2 separate regions of the Pan troglodytes genome follow, and region 2 is linked to region 1. Evidence: chromatin contacts called from public Hi-C data. All regions are on one chromosome and are shown on one strand. The core of a region is the stretch at or near the end of the contact, and the rest is flanking DNA. Distances in the headings are between cores, read along the strand shown. Region 1 overlaps PRKCB (protein kinase C beta). Region 2 has its middle 38 kb from the start of RBBP6.

Region 1 (6,107 bases), core at 2,842-5,341:
AGACCCTGTCTCTCCTTCTAAAAAAAAAAAAAAAAGAATTTGAGCACCCGCCTCTAGTCCCTAAGGCAGTGCATGGAGGAGGCTGGATTTGTACCCTGGGTCCATCTGTCTGGCAGGTTCTAACACATTAAGTCAGATGTTGGAAAGATACAGTTTAAGACTATGAGACATTGGAACATAAGAAACACCCACCATACCAGTGGGGAGAGGAAGGAGATGCTTCAGCACTGGTAGTTCTCATAGTCTTATCTTTCAGTGGCTTTAGGGCACAGGTTGGGACTAGTTTAGCCTCAAGGTCTTGGAGAAGACCTGCTTTTCATTTGCCTGTTGCCCCAGCACTGTGGGGTCAGAATCTTTCTTGTGATCAGAGTTTAGAGAAGGGAGGGAGCAGTGGGCTGGAGGCATTCCAGGTAGCTCCCTGGAGAAGGCAGGAGAGGCATAAGTTAGAAGGTGAGGGAAGGGAGGAGGGCCAGTGGCTGACGCTTACTGAGCCATTGCTGTGAACCCAGCACAGTGCTAGCCATCGTGGGGCACAAAAGCCTGTGCAAGATGCAGTCCCAGCTCCTGAGCAGCCTCGCTGTCTGGTTGGGTTCCATCTGCTTTACCACTACCAACAAAACCAAGGGACGGACACCTCTTACTGATAGTAACCACCAGGCACTGGGCGAAGCACGTTGCTCAGCCATGTCGTGTAATCCTATCAACAACCTGTAGTCCCAGCTACTTGGGTGGGAGAGAGTTACTGAGGGCATCTCCATTTTACAGATAGGGAAACTGAGACACAGAGAAAGAGGTTAAATAACTTGCCCAAGCCACACAACTAGGAAGATGTGGAGCTGGGACTTGAATCTAACTATGCCATTCCAGATAATTAGGCTCTTGGACACTGTCTTATCCTGGCACTAAGTACATCAGTGGAGTGGTGATGATACATGATATTAGTAGCAGCCACTTTTACTTCTTTCTTTTCTTTTCTTTCTTTCTTTTTTTTTTTTTTTATAACAGAGTCTCACTCTGTCGCCAGGCTGGAGTGCAGTGGCACAATCTCAGCTCACTGCAACCTCCGCCTCCCTGGTTCCAGCGATTCTCCTGCCTCAGCCTTCCAAGTAGCTGGGACTACAGGCATGCGCCACCATGCCCAGCTAATTTTTTTGTATTTTTAGTAGAGACAGGGTTTCACCATGTTGGTCAGGCTGCCTGACCTCAAATGATCTGCCCACCTCGGCCCCCCAAAGTGCTGGGATTACAGGTGAGAGTCACCGTGCCCAGCCACAGCCACCTTTTCTAAAACCCTTCCAAATGCCTGGCTTTTGCTAGGAACTCTACAAGCGTTCCTTCAGGTAATCCTCCTAACAACTTTTGCTATTACCCGTAGTCCTTCTATCCATTATATGGTGAGGAAACTGAGACTTTGCTTCATATGACTCCATTTTCCCCAACACTTCCTGCTAGCCTGTTTTGCTCCTTTGGGAGTATGAGAGTCAGTGTTTGCTGGACTGTGAGGCTGAAGATGATAACATTTCTTCAAATTGGCCTGTTTTTTTTTTTTTTTTTTTTCGCAGAAAGACAGATTTCACTGGCCAAGATCTGCCCAAGAGGCTGAATAAATTCCTAGGTTGTGAGAAGCAGGTGGATGGAGAAGACTTTCTCTCCAAACCTCCCTGTGTTAGGACCAGGGAATGGGTTATGTGAATCTGGCAACCCTGTCCCACCCTGGACCTGCACCCTTTACCACTACCCTGGCACATCCGGGACCTGCACTCTTTACCACTAACCTGGCACATCCGGGACCTGCACCCTTTACCACTACCCTGGCACATCCGGGACATGCACCCTTTACCACTACCCTGGCACATCCGGGACATGCACCCTTTACCACTACCCTGGCACATCCGGGACATGCACCCTTTACCACTACCCTGGCACATCCGGGACATGCACCCTTTACCACTACCCTGGCACATCCGGGACCTGCACCCTTTACCACTAACCTGGCACATCCGGGACCTGCACCCTTAACCACTACCCTGGCACATCCGGGACCTGCAACCTTAACCACTAACCTGGCACATCCGGGACCTGCACCCTTAACCACTACCCTGGCACATCCAGGACCTGCAACCTTAACCACTAACCTGGCACATCCAGGACCTGCACCCTTAACCACTAACCTGGCACAACTGGGACATGCACCCTTAACCACTACCCTGGCACATCTGGGACATGCACCCTTAACCACTACTCTAGCATCATCCGGGACCTGCACCCTTAACTACTACCCTGGTCTGCCTCCTTGAGTGGCCCAGGGAACATCTAGAAGCTGAGAGAAAGAGAGGGGTAAAATCAAGTTCACAGCAGTATCCTAAGAAACTGTTCTCACTTAAAAATGCAAAGATGCTCACAGAGTGTTCAGGTTACACTGGAAAACTCCAGAAACAAAGTGGTTTGTGTACATGGGAGGAAGCAGAATCAACTTCCCACCTTAGCATTGTGGGTGCTTAGCCCACGCCTGTGTATCGCTCAGGGAATCAGAGTCACTATGAGCATCATGGAATAAGGGATTTACTGTACATGTTAGACCTTATACAAGCTTGGAGATGCTGGAGACGGGAAGATCTGGAGGGGTGAATTGAGAATCAGAGGAAGAGCAGTGGTGCAGGTGGACAAGTAGGAGTTGGTAGGGGATCCAAGAAGCCAAGCACGTTGAGCTGCTGACATAGATATTGATGAATTTCATGAAGCTTCTACAGGCACTGGTTTCACCCTTGGGTAACTCAGTACAGGTATGTCGACAGCCTTCCACTAATTCAAAGATGGTTCATAGGTGTCCCAGAATCTTTTAATTCCCAAGTGAGGCAGCCCCAACTCCTTCAGCCATTTACTTTCTAATCCTTAATCCACAGCCCACAACCTCAAACACATGATAGGACCGAGTATGCCATCATTGATGTCAACCCGGAACTCTTCCTAGACAACACTCCAGTTGGAGTAGCTTCCTTTTATAAAGCAGGGTGCCCAGAGTGAAAGAGAATCCACCTGTGTTGCCGAGGAGAGAAGGATTGTCACTTTCCTTATTCTAGATCAGCTATTTTCAAACCTTTCGGCTTCCAGCCCATCTAGGTTTTATGTAACACACACACACACACACACTGCACAAACAAGCACAAACTCACAAACACACACACATTGCACAAACAAGCACACACTCACAACCAAAACCAAACTGCCATTAATGCTTACCTCTACTTATGCTCACCACACACTCTGATACATTCTCCTCTCTTTTGTGGCCCTCTTTTCTGTTCATTTCCATTCTATTTCCTTTAAGAAACCCTTTAAGGAAAATGCTCTTACTCTGCAAATTGATTTCACTAACAATTGGCAAATGTGTCATGACCCGCCGCTTGAAAAACACTGTCCTAGACAACAAAATTCTCTTTCTGCATCCTGAGATGATGCTACTCTTTTGGGGGGTCTGGGGATACCACCAGCCACATTGCACTGTTGACTTATCTTGGGTTTATGATCAGTTAAAGCTCTCCTGTCTATCACATCAGGTGCTGCTAGCCTGCAGGCCCCACATCCTTGTGCAAGAATTTTTTTTTTTTTGAGACTCCAGGATGAACCCTGATGCATTTCATCTTGTAGGGTTTGGCCTTTTGCTCCACGGCCAGGCTGAGAGCTTTTGGGTCTTCCTGTTCTTGTGCGGAGTGTCTTCCGGACATCACCTTCCTCACACCATTCTCTGTGCTACTTGTTCTGCCCTCCTTACTTTTGAAAAGATAGTTTATTACTCATAGATGAGGAGCAGGCGTGCCACTCCATGAAAGGCCACACAGGGAAGCAGCAGGGTCTGCCAGGAGGCAGAGGAAGCGGAAAGAAAACGTGGCAGGAGCATTTGCTGCTGTTTCTGTGAGAAGGAGCAGGTAGGGCGGGAAAGCAGCCTTAGGGCTGGCTGGTTTGAATGATCTCAGCAGACTCTGGGTGTAGAGGCTGTCTCTCTAGTTGCCTGGTACCTGATACCTGGTGCTTTTACCTGGGGTAATTAGCACAGGCTGGCCCAGAGTGTAAGAGCCCCATGAAGGAGTTGGTTGGAGGTTTGGGCTTTGGATTGGTTGGTTTGCATATGAAAGGTGCGCTTGCAGGTGAGTTCTTTACCGTCTCTAGGAATGGGCTAGCCCTGGGACAGACAGTTTCTCCAGGGTCAGCAAGGCTCTGAGACACCAAAGCATCAGAAATACAGAAAATAGAGCCAGGTGCAGTGGCTCATGCCTGTAATCCCAGAGACTCAGGAGGCTGAGGTGAAGAATCACTTGAGGCAAGGAGTTTGAGACCAGTCTGGGCAACATAGTGAGACCCCTGTCCCTAAAAAAAATTAAAAATAAAATTACCCAGGCATGGTAGTGCAGCATGCCTGTAATCTCAGCTACTCAGGAGACTGAGGCAGGAGGATCACTGAGCCCAGGAGTTCAAGGAAAGAGGCCGGGCACAGTGGCTCACGCCTGCAATCCCAGCACTTTGGGAGGCTGAGGCAGGTGGCGAGTGAATCACCAGGTCAGGAAAGGGAGACCATCCTGGCCAACATGGTGAAACCCTGTCTCTACTAAAAATACAAAAATTAGCTGGGCGTGGTGGCGGGCACCTGTAATCCCAGCTACTCAGGAGGCTGAGGCAGGAGAATCGCTTGAACCTGGGAGGTGGAGGTTGCAGTGAGCAAGCGAGACTCCGTCTCAAAAAAAAAAAAAGACATAAAATTAATAGACCTTAGACTATTTTATTTAATTATTTTATCAAAATAGCATAGGCATAGAGTTAAAAATGCCAATGTGCATTGGAGAGCTGAGGATGAAAAGCAATGTCCCCTACTTGAGCTTGCATCAGAATCATCTAGAGAGTGCCCCACCCTCAGAGTTTCTGATTCAGTAGACATTGAAGAATGAGAATTTGAATTTCTAACAGGTCCCCAGAGGATGCTGGTGTGTTCACACTCCGGTTACCAGAAAGGGATCCCGATCCAGAACCCAAGAGAGGTTCTTAGGTCTTTTGCAAGAAAGAATTCGAGGCAAATCCATAAAGTCAAAGCAAGCTTATTAAGAAAGTAAAGGAATAAAGCATGGCTACTCCACAGGCAGAGCAGCCCTAAAGCTGCTGGCTAGCCACTTTTGAGGTCATTTCCTGATTATATGCTAAAAAAGGGGTGGATTTTTCATGAGTTTTCTGGGAAAGGGGTGGGCAATTCCCGGAACTGAGGATTCCTCCTCTTTTTAGACCATGTAGGGTAACTTCCTGACATTGCCGTGACAATTGTAAACTGTCATGGCACTACTGGGAGTGTCTCTTAGCGTGCTAATGCATTACAATTACTGTATAATGAGCAGCAAAGACGACCAGACGTCACTTTTGTTGCCATCTTGGTTTTGGAGGATTTTGACCTACTTCCTTAACACAACCTGTTTTATCAGCAAGGTCTTTGTGACCTGTACCTTGTGCTGACGTCCTGTCTCATTCAGTGACTTAGAATCCCCTAACCTCCTGAGAATGCAGCCCAGTAGGTCTCAGCCTTATTTTACCCAGCCCCTATTCAAGATGGAGTCACTCTGGTTCAAACATCTCTGACACTCTGAGAACCACTGCATTGGAAGACACTATTTTCAACTCTTTAAACTCTTTCTTCAGGCACTTGAGCTCTAAATTTTAATCATGTGCTCTGTCTCTCTGTCATTTCACTATTTCATGGCTCTGACTTCCTGAGAAGGTTTTAACTCTCTGATGTGATCCCTCTAGTTCTCTTCCCCTCACATCCAGCACAGGGTTACTGCCATTTGTAGTTCACTCACTCAAAAAAAAGTGATTATTAAGCATGTTCTACATGTCAGGCATTGACTTAGTCACTGGAGATTTGTCAGAGAACAAGCCAAAGTCCTGCCCTCATGGAGCTTATATTTTAGTGCAGGGCTTGACAAACTTTTTCTGTGAAGGGCCAGATGGGCTTTGGAGCTATCTGGTCACTGCCACAACTACTTAACTCTGCCATTGTAACACAGAAGTGGCCACAGTGTGCCAATGAATGGGCACGGGTGTGTGCCAATAAAACTTTATTTACAAAA
Region 2 (6,641 bases), core at 1,206-3,705, 450 kb after region 1:
GTTCAGTGACCCAAGTGGTATACTGCAGTGGTTCTGAAACGTTGGTATGCATTGGAATCACGACAGACTGTGAGGCACCATCCCCGGAGTTTCTGATTCAGTAGGGTCTGGAGGAAGGTCCAAGACTTTGCATTCCTACCACATTCCCAGGGGAGGCTGATGTTGCTGGCCCAGGAGGCACCCACTGGTGTAGCGGGTGCTGTTGGTGCCTCACAGGGACCCTCTTCCCAGCCAGTGCATCCATCCCCAGATGCCCAGAGCACTGGCTGCTAATAGCTCACAGCTGTTTCCTCTCTAGAGCACTGCATGGTATGGGTTGAATTAATTGTATGCCCCTAAAATTCCAGTGTTAAAGTCCTAACCCTCAATATCTTAGAATGTGACCTTATTTGGAAAGAGGGCCTTTAAAGAGATAATTAACTTCAATTATATCATTAGGTCTTTAGGGCCCTGATCCAATATAACCATGGATATAGTTTGGATATTTGTCTCCTCCAAATCTCATGTTGAAATGTGATCCCCAGTGTTGGAGGCGGGGCCTAGTGGGAGGTATTTGAGTCATGGGGGTGGATCCCTCACGAATGACTTGGTGCCATCCTCCCAGTAATAAGTTGAGAAGTGATTCTTACAAAGAGCCCAGCACCTCCCTCCCTCTCTTGCTTCTTCTCTCACCATGTAATCTCTGCACACACCAGCTCCCCCTTGGCCTTCTGCCATGAATAGAAGCATCCTGAGCTCTCAGCAGAAGCAGATGCTAATGCCATGCTCCCTGTACAGCCTGCAGAACTGTGAACCAAATTAATCTCTTGTCTTCATAAATTACCCAGCCTTGGGTATTCCTTTATAGTAATGCAAACAGACTAGGACCACCACTGTCCTTATAAAAAGGGGATATTTGGACACAGACAGACAGACAGACACACACACACACACACACACACACACACACTGCTAGGTAAAAATGAAGGTAGAGGGCCAGGCGCAGTGGCTCACACCTGTAATCCCAGCACTTTGGGAGGCTGAGGTGGGTGGATTACTTGAGCTCAGGAGTTTGAGACCAGCCTGGGCAATATAGTGAAACCCTATCTCTACCAAAAACACAAAAATCTAGCTGGGCATGGTGGCACGTGCCTGTAGTCCCAGCTACTCGGGAGGCTGAGGCAGGAGGATCACTTGAGCCTGGGAGGCAGAGGTTGCAGTGAGCCATGATTGCGCCAGTGCACTCCAACCTGGGTGACAGAACAAGACCCTGCCTCAAAAAAGAAGACAGATTGAAGTGGTGCTTCTACAAGCCAAGCGAAACCAAAGATTGCCAGCAGACCACCAGAGGCTGAGGGAAAGGCATGGAACAGACTCTCCCTCATGGCCCTCAGAAAGAACCAACCCTGCTGGCACCTTGAACTTGGACTTCCAGCCTCCAGAACTATTAGAGAATAAATGTCTGTAGTTTAAGCCATCCAGGTGGTGGTACTTTGTTTCAGCAGCCTTCCAAACTAATGCACAGCCCTTGGGCAGAAAGGAACCACTAGATGATGGCCCCCACACCTCCTGGGATCAGACCTCGGACGATAACCCACGGGAATGGGGCCAGCCCCTTGGCCTTAAGTGGGGACCAGCTCTGTGTTGTCATTTTGCTTCCTGTGGCATTAGTGAGCTTTCTGTACTGTTTTATCCTGCTTCCTCACTCATCTCCTCCTGAGAATTCTTGGTTTCCATCTTAGGATCTGCTGCTAGGGAACCCAACTCAAGTCAAGGGATGAGAATTTGCATTCCCTATTACCCCATAGGCAAGAAATGATTACTTTCTCTCCTCCCAATCTCCACCTCACCGTCAAAGAAAGATGGGCGGCAGCCTAAACCTTGTGGGTATTTTTTGTTTTGTTTTTGTTTTCTGTTTGCTTGATTTTGGGGTGGTTTTGTTTTGTTTTGTTTTGTTTTGTTTTGTTTTGTTTTGTTTGAGACAGCCTGGCTTTTTTACCCAGGCTGGGGTGCAGTGGCTTGACCTCGGCTCACTGCAACCTCTGCCTCCTGGGTTCAAGTGATTCTTTTGCCTCAGCCTCCCCAGCAGCTGAGACTACAAGCGTACACCACCGTGCCCAGCTAATTTTTGTATTTTTAGTAGAGACAGGGTTTTACCATGTTGCCCAGGCTGGTGTTTTTTGTTTATTAAGAGATGGGGTCTCCCTATGTTGCCCAGACTGGACTCTACCTCCTGGGCTCAAGCAATCCTCCCGACTCAGCCTCCTGATGGCTGAGACTACAGGCGCCCACCACCATGCCTGGTCTGTGTTGGCTATGGTCTGTGTTGAAGGCTCCCTCACTTTGAGTGAAAAAGAACCTGCTCCTAGGCCTATCTTTGGGATAAGAAATTGTACTCGGCTCACCAAGGCCAGGGTGGTGGAATTACAGAACAGAAGCGCCCTCAGCTGGCAAGCTGGGATTAGACACACCCAACTCAATTTCTCCTGTGGAGAAGGAACAGCGGGGGAACACCAGCCCTCTACAGCCTTCCTTCCTCTACACACGCACTGCTACCCATGCTTTCAGAAATACTAAGAATTAGCCGAGCGTGATGGTGCATGCCTGTCGTCCTAGCTACTCCAGAGGCTGAGGCGGGGGGATCTCTGCATCTGAGAGTTTGAGGATGCAATGAGCTGTGATCATGCCACTGCACTCCAGCCTGGGCAACAAAGCAGGACCTGGTAATACGGTTTGGGTCTGTGTTCCCACCCGTATCTCATGTGGAATTGTAACCCCCAATGTTGGAGGTGGGGCCTGGTGGGAGGTGATTGGATCATGGGAGGGGATTTCCCCTTGGGTGCCGCTCTCATGATAGTGACTTACCACCAGAGCTGCTCATTTAAAATTGTGTAGCACCTCTTCCCCTGTTTCCTCCTGCTCCAACCATATAAGAGGAAACTGCTTCCCCTTCGCCTTCTGCCATGATTGTAAGTTTCCTGAAGCCTCCCCAGCCATGCTTCCTGTACAGCCTGCAGAACCATGAGCCAATGAAACCTTTTTTCTTTATGAATTACCCAGTCTCAGTTATTTCTTTATAGCAGTGTGAGAACGGACTGATACACCTGATCTCTAAATTTAAAAAAAAAATAAGTCAAATACTAAGAAGTGATTTGCAGAGCTTGTAGGGGTAAAGCTGGGTCTAGAGAGGGCTCAAAAGTACTGCTTCCCCATATCCATCAGTTCAAAGAGTGCCTGGCCTCGATCATAGACTAGGGCAGAGCTGGCCTCCAGCATCTGCCCAAGAATGTGACCCAGACCTCCTGCCCCAGAACCTCCTAAGGGTGAGAACAGGCCTTTGGGACTCTGCCTCCCTCACCCTCACCACCACGACCCGGACCCTGTGTTTCTTGTTTCATTCCTTACTAGTCCAGATAGTCCAGGGTAGGAAGGCTTGGAGGGACAGAGTGTGGGATAGATGTGCACACACTGCAGCTCTGTGTCTGTGTGTGCGTGCAGGGCCATGTGTGTGGGAAAGATGCAAGGAATGTCTCCCTAGGAGGGGAATACCTGCACACTGGTTGAGAACATGTTATTGTGAAAAGGTTCCTTGGAAAGTGCTGTATCCATCAGCTTCATTGAGCAGATAAGGAAAATGAGGCCCAGAGAGAAGAATAGACCTGCCCGAGGTTGGTCATGCTGGGGCTTACCCCAAGAAAAGAGAAGTAAGCGTGATGTGTATATTGGGTTGTGCACATGTGTGCTTGCCAAAAAAAAAAAGGTTTAAACACACACACACACCTCCTCCCCCACTTCTTCCTGCTACAACCATATAAGAGGAAACTGGAGTTTTTGTTTTGTTTTGTTTCGTGTTGTTGTTGTTGTTTTGAGTCAGGGTCTCCTCTGCCACCCAGGTTGGAATGCAGTGGTACCACCTTGGCTCACTGCAGCCTCAACCTCTTGGGCTCAAGCCATCCTCCCACCTTAGCCTCTCAAGTAGCTGGGACTACAGGTGTGCACCATCATGCCTGGATAATTTTTTATTTTTTTACTTTTTGTAGAGATGGTGTCCTGCTATGTTTTCCAGGCTGGTCTCGAACTCCTGGACTCAAGTGATCCATCCTCCTCAGCCTCCCAAAGTGATGGGATTACAGGCATGACCCACCATACTCAGCCCCAGGAGTCTTGATTTATGCCCCTGAAATGGTTTGGGTCCATGTCCCCACCCAAATCTCATGCCAAATCGTAATCCCCAATGTTGGAGGCAGGGCCTGGTGGGAGGTGATTGGATCATGGGGGTGGATTTCCCCCTTGGTGCTGCTCGTGAGTGCTCATGAGAGCTGGTTGTTTATTTTGGTTTTGTTTTTTGTTTTGTTTTGTTGAGATGGAGACTTGCTCTATCACCCAGGCTAGAGTGCAGTGGCATGATCTCAGCTCACTGCAACCTCTGCCTCCTGGGTTCAAGCGATTCTCTTGCCTCAGCCTCCTGAGTAGCACGGATTACAGGCATCCACCACTACATCCAGCTAATTTTTGTGTGTGTCTGTATTTTTGTAGAGACAGCATTTCACCATGTTGGCCAGGCTGGTCTTGAACTCCTGACTTCAGGTGATCCGCCTGCCTTGGCCTCCCAAAGTGCTGGGATTATAGGCATGAGCCACTGCACCCAGCATGAAATCTGGTTGTTTAAAGTGTATCACCTCCCACCTCTCTCTCCTCCTCCTACTCCAGCCATGTAAGATGTGCCTGCTTCCCCTTCTTCCACGACTGTAAGTTTCCTGAGGCCTCCCCAGCCATGCTTCTTGTAGAGCCTGCAGAACCGTGAGACAATTAAAACTCTTCTCTCTATAAATTACTCAATTTCAGTTTTTTTTTTAATGGCAGTGTGATAATGGACTAATACAGCACCTGATCCTCAGTCTGTCCAAGAATGTGACCCAGATCTCCCAGGCTGCAGTGCAGTGGCTTGATCTCGGCTCACTGCAACCTCTGCCTCCTGGGTTCAAGTGATTCTTTTGCCTCAGCCTCCCCAGCAGCTGAGACTACAAGCGTACACCACTGTGCCCAGCTAATTTTTGTATTTTTAGTAGAGACAGGGTTTTACCATGTTGCCCAGGCTGGTGTTTTTTATTAAGAGATGGGGTCTCCCTATATTACCCAGACTGGACTCAACCTCCTGGGCTCAAGCAATCCAGAAGAGCAAAAGAGAAGAGCATGGCATGGCCACAGCGAGTTCCACTTCTTTTTTTTTCTGAGATGGAGTCTCACTCTGTCACCCAGGCTGGAGTGCAGTGGCGCAATCTCGGCTCACTGCAAACTCTGCCTCCCAGGTTCATGCCATTCTCCTGCCTCAGCCTCCCAAGTAGCTGGGACTATAGGCACCTGCCACCACGCCCGGCTAATTTTTTGTATTTTCAGTAGAGATGGGATTTCACCATGTTGGCCAGGATGGTCTCAATCTCCTGACCTTGTGTTCCGCCCGCCTCGGCCTCCCAAAGCGCTGGGATTACAGGCGTGAGCCACTGCACCCGGCCCAGTGAGTTCCACTTCTAAGTGGGCAAGGATCAAATACACAGAAAACGCACATGGATGGTGGGGCCAGCCAAGGGTGGGACTGTTGAGGCTGGAACTCCATAATGGCCAGCTTGTCTCATGCTGGACTTGAAGTTCTTGAGAGCAGGCTCCTACTTTTTTTTTTTTTTTTTTTTTAAGACGGAGTTTAGCTCTGTCACCCAGGCTAGAGTACAGTGGTGCAATCTCAGCTTACTGCAACCTCCACCTCCCAGGTTCAAGTGATTCTCCTGCCTCAGCCTCCCAAGTAGCTGGGATTACAGGCACGCGCCAGCACGCCCAGCTAATTTTTGTATTTTTAGTAGAGACGGGGTTTTGCCATGTTGGCCAGGCTGGTCTGGAACTCCTGACCTCAAATGATCCGCCTGCTTCAGCCTCCCAAACTGCTGGGATAACAGGTGTGAGTCACCATGCCCAGCCTCTAATGCACAAGTGTTCAGCAATGAACGCATGCATCCATGAATGAATGGCTGCTTGACAGTCATTAGCAAATGATTGAAGTTCTGCACTTTCAATGGGAATATAGACTTACACTTTAAGGGACCTTCAGTGGGAAGCATCAGGCAGCCATCAGCATTTATTTCTTAAGCATCTAACATATGCCAGGCTGTTCTGGACATTAGAAATCCCTTCCTTCCTTCCTTCCTTCCCTCCATCCCTCCCTCCCTCCCTCCCTCCTTTCTTTCCTTCCTTCCTTCCTTCCTTCCTTCCTTCCTTCCTTCCTTCTTTCTTTTTCTTTCCAGACAGAGTCTCCCAGGCTGGAGTGCAGCGGTACAATCATAACTTACTGCAGGCTTAAACTCCTGGGCTCAGTCAGCCTCCTGCCTCAGCCTCCTGAGTAGCTGGGACTACACATGCATGCCACCTCATATGGCTAATTTTTTAATTTTTGCAGATACAGGGCCTCACTATGTTGCCCAGGCTGGTCTCAAACTCCTGGGCTCAAGTGATCCTCCACCTCAGCCTCCCAAAGTGATAGGATGACAGGCGTGAGCCACTGTGCCTGGCCAAGAAGGAAACTTTCCTCCAGGAACTCACATTCCAGAGGAGACAGAAGAGGAGTCAGAGAGATTGGAGAGTGGCCTGTGAGAAAAATTCTACATTTTACAGTA

The links. Hi-C and Micro-C count contacts between places; a contact is called where the count stands out from the background.
Region 2: a Hi-C map of induced pluripotent stem cells shows a contact between it and region 1, with 8 times the contacts expected there. The contact joins two enhancer-like sites. A contact is called at or near these places in 3 of 7 Hi-C or Micro-C datasets (induced pluripotent stem cells and stem cell-derived neural progenitor cells) and 1 of 1 other capture datasets (stem cell-derived neural stem cells).

What each region holds. Positions count from the first base shown.
Region 1 is chr18:26,665,265-26,671,371 of NHGRI_mPanTro3-v2.0_pri, forward strand. The region is part of intron 5 of PRKCB (protein kinase C beta); the gene reads left to right. Among named protein-coding and RNA genes, the nearest start is that of CACNG3, 200 kb to the right of the region's middle. Within about 2 kb of position 4,092, at least 1 of the 24 cell types and tissues checked has an H3K27ac peak or open chromatin away from gene starts, as enhancers often do. A contact at or near this core is called in induced pluripotent stem cells, where this site is marked.
Region 2 is chr18:27,113,301-27,119,941 of NHGRI_mPanTro3-v2.0_pri, forward strand. No RefSeq gene overlaps it. Among named protein-coding and RNA genes, the nearest start is that of RBBP6, 38 kb to the right of the region's middle. Within about 2 kb of position 2,456, at least 3 of the 24 cell types and tissues checked have an H3K27ac peak or open chromatin away from gene starts, as enhancers often do. A contact at or near this core is called in induced pluripotent stem cells, where this site is marked.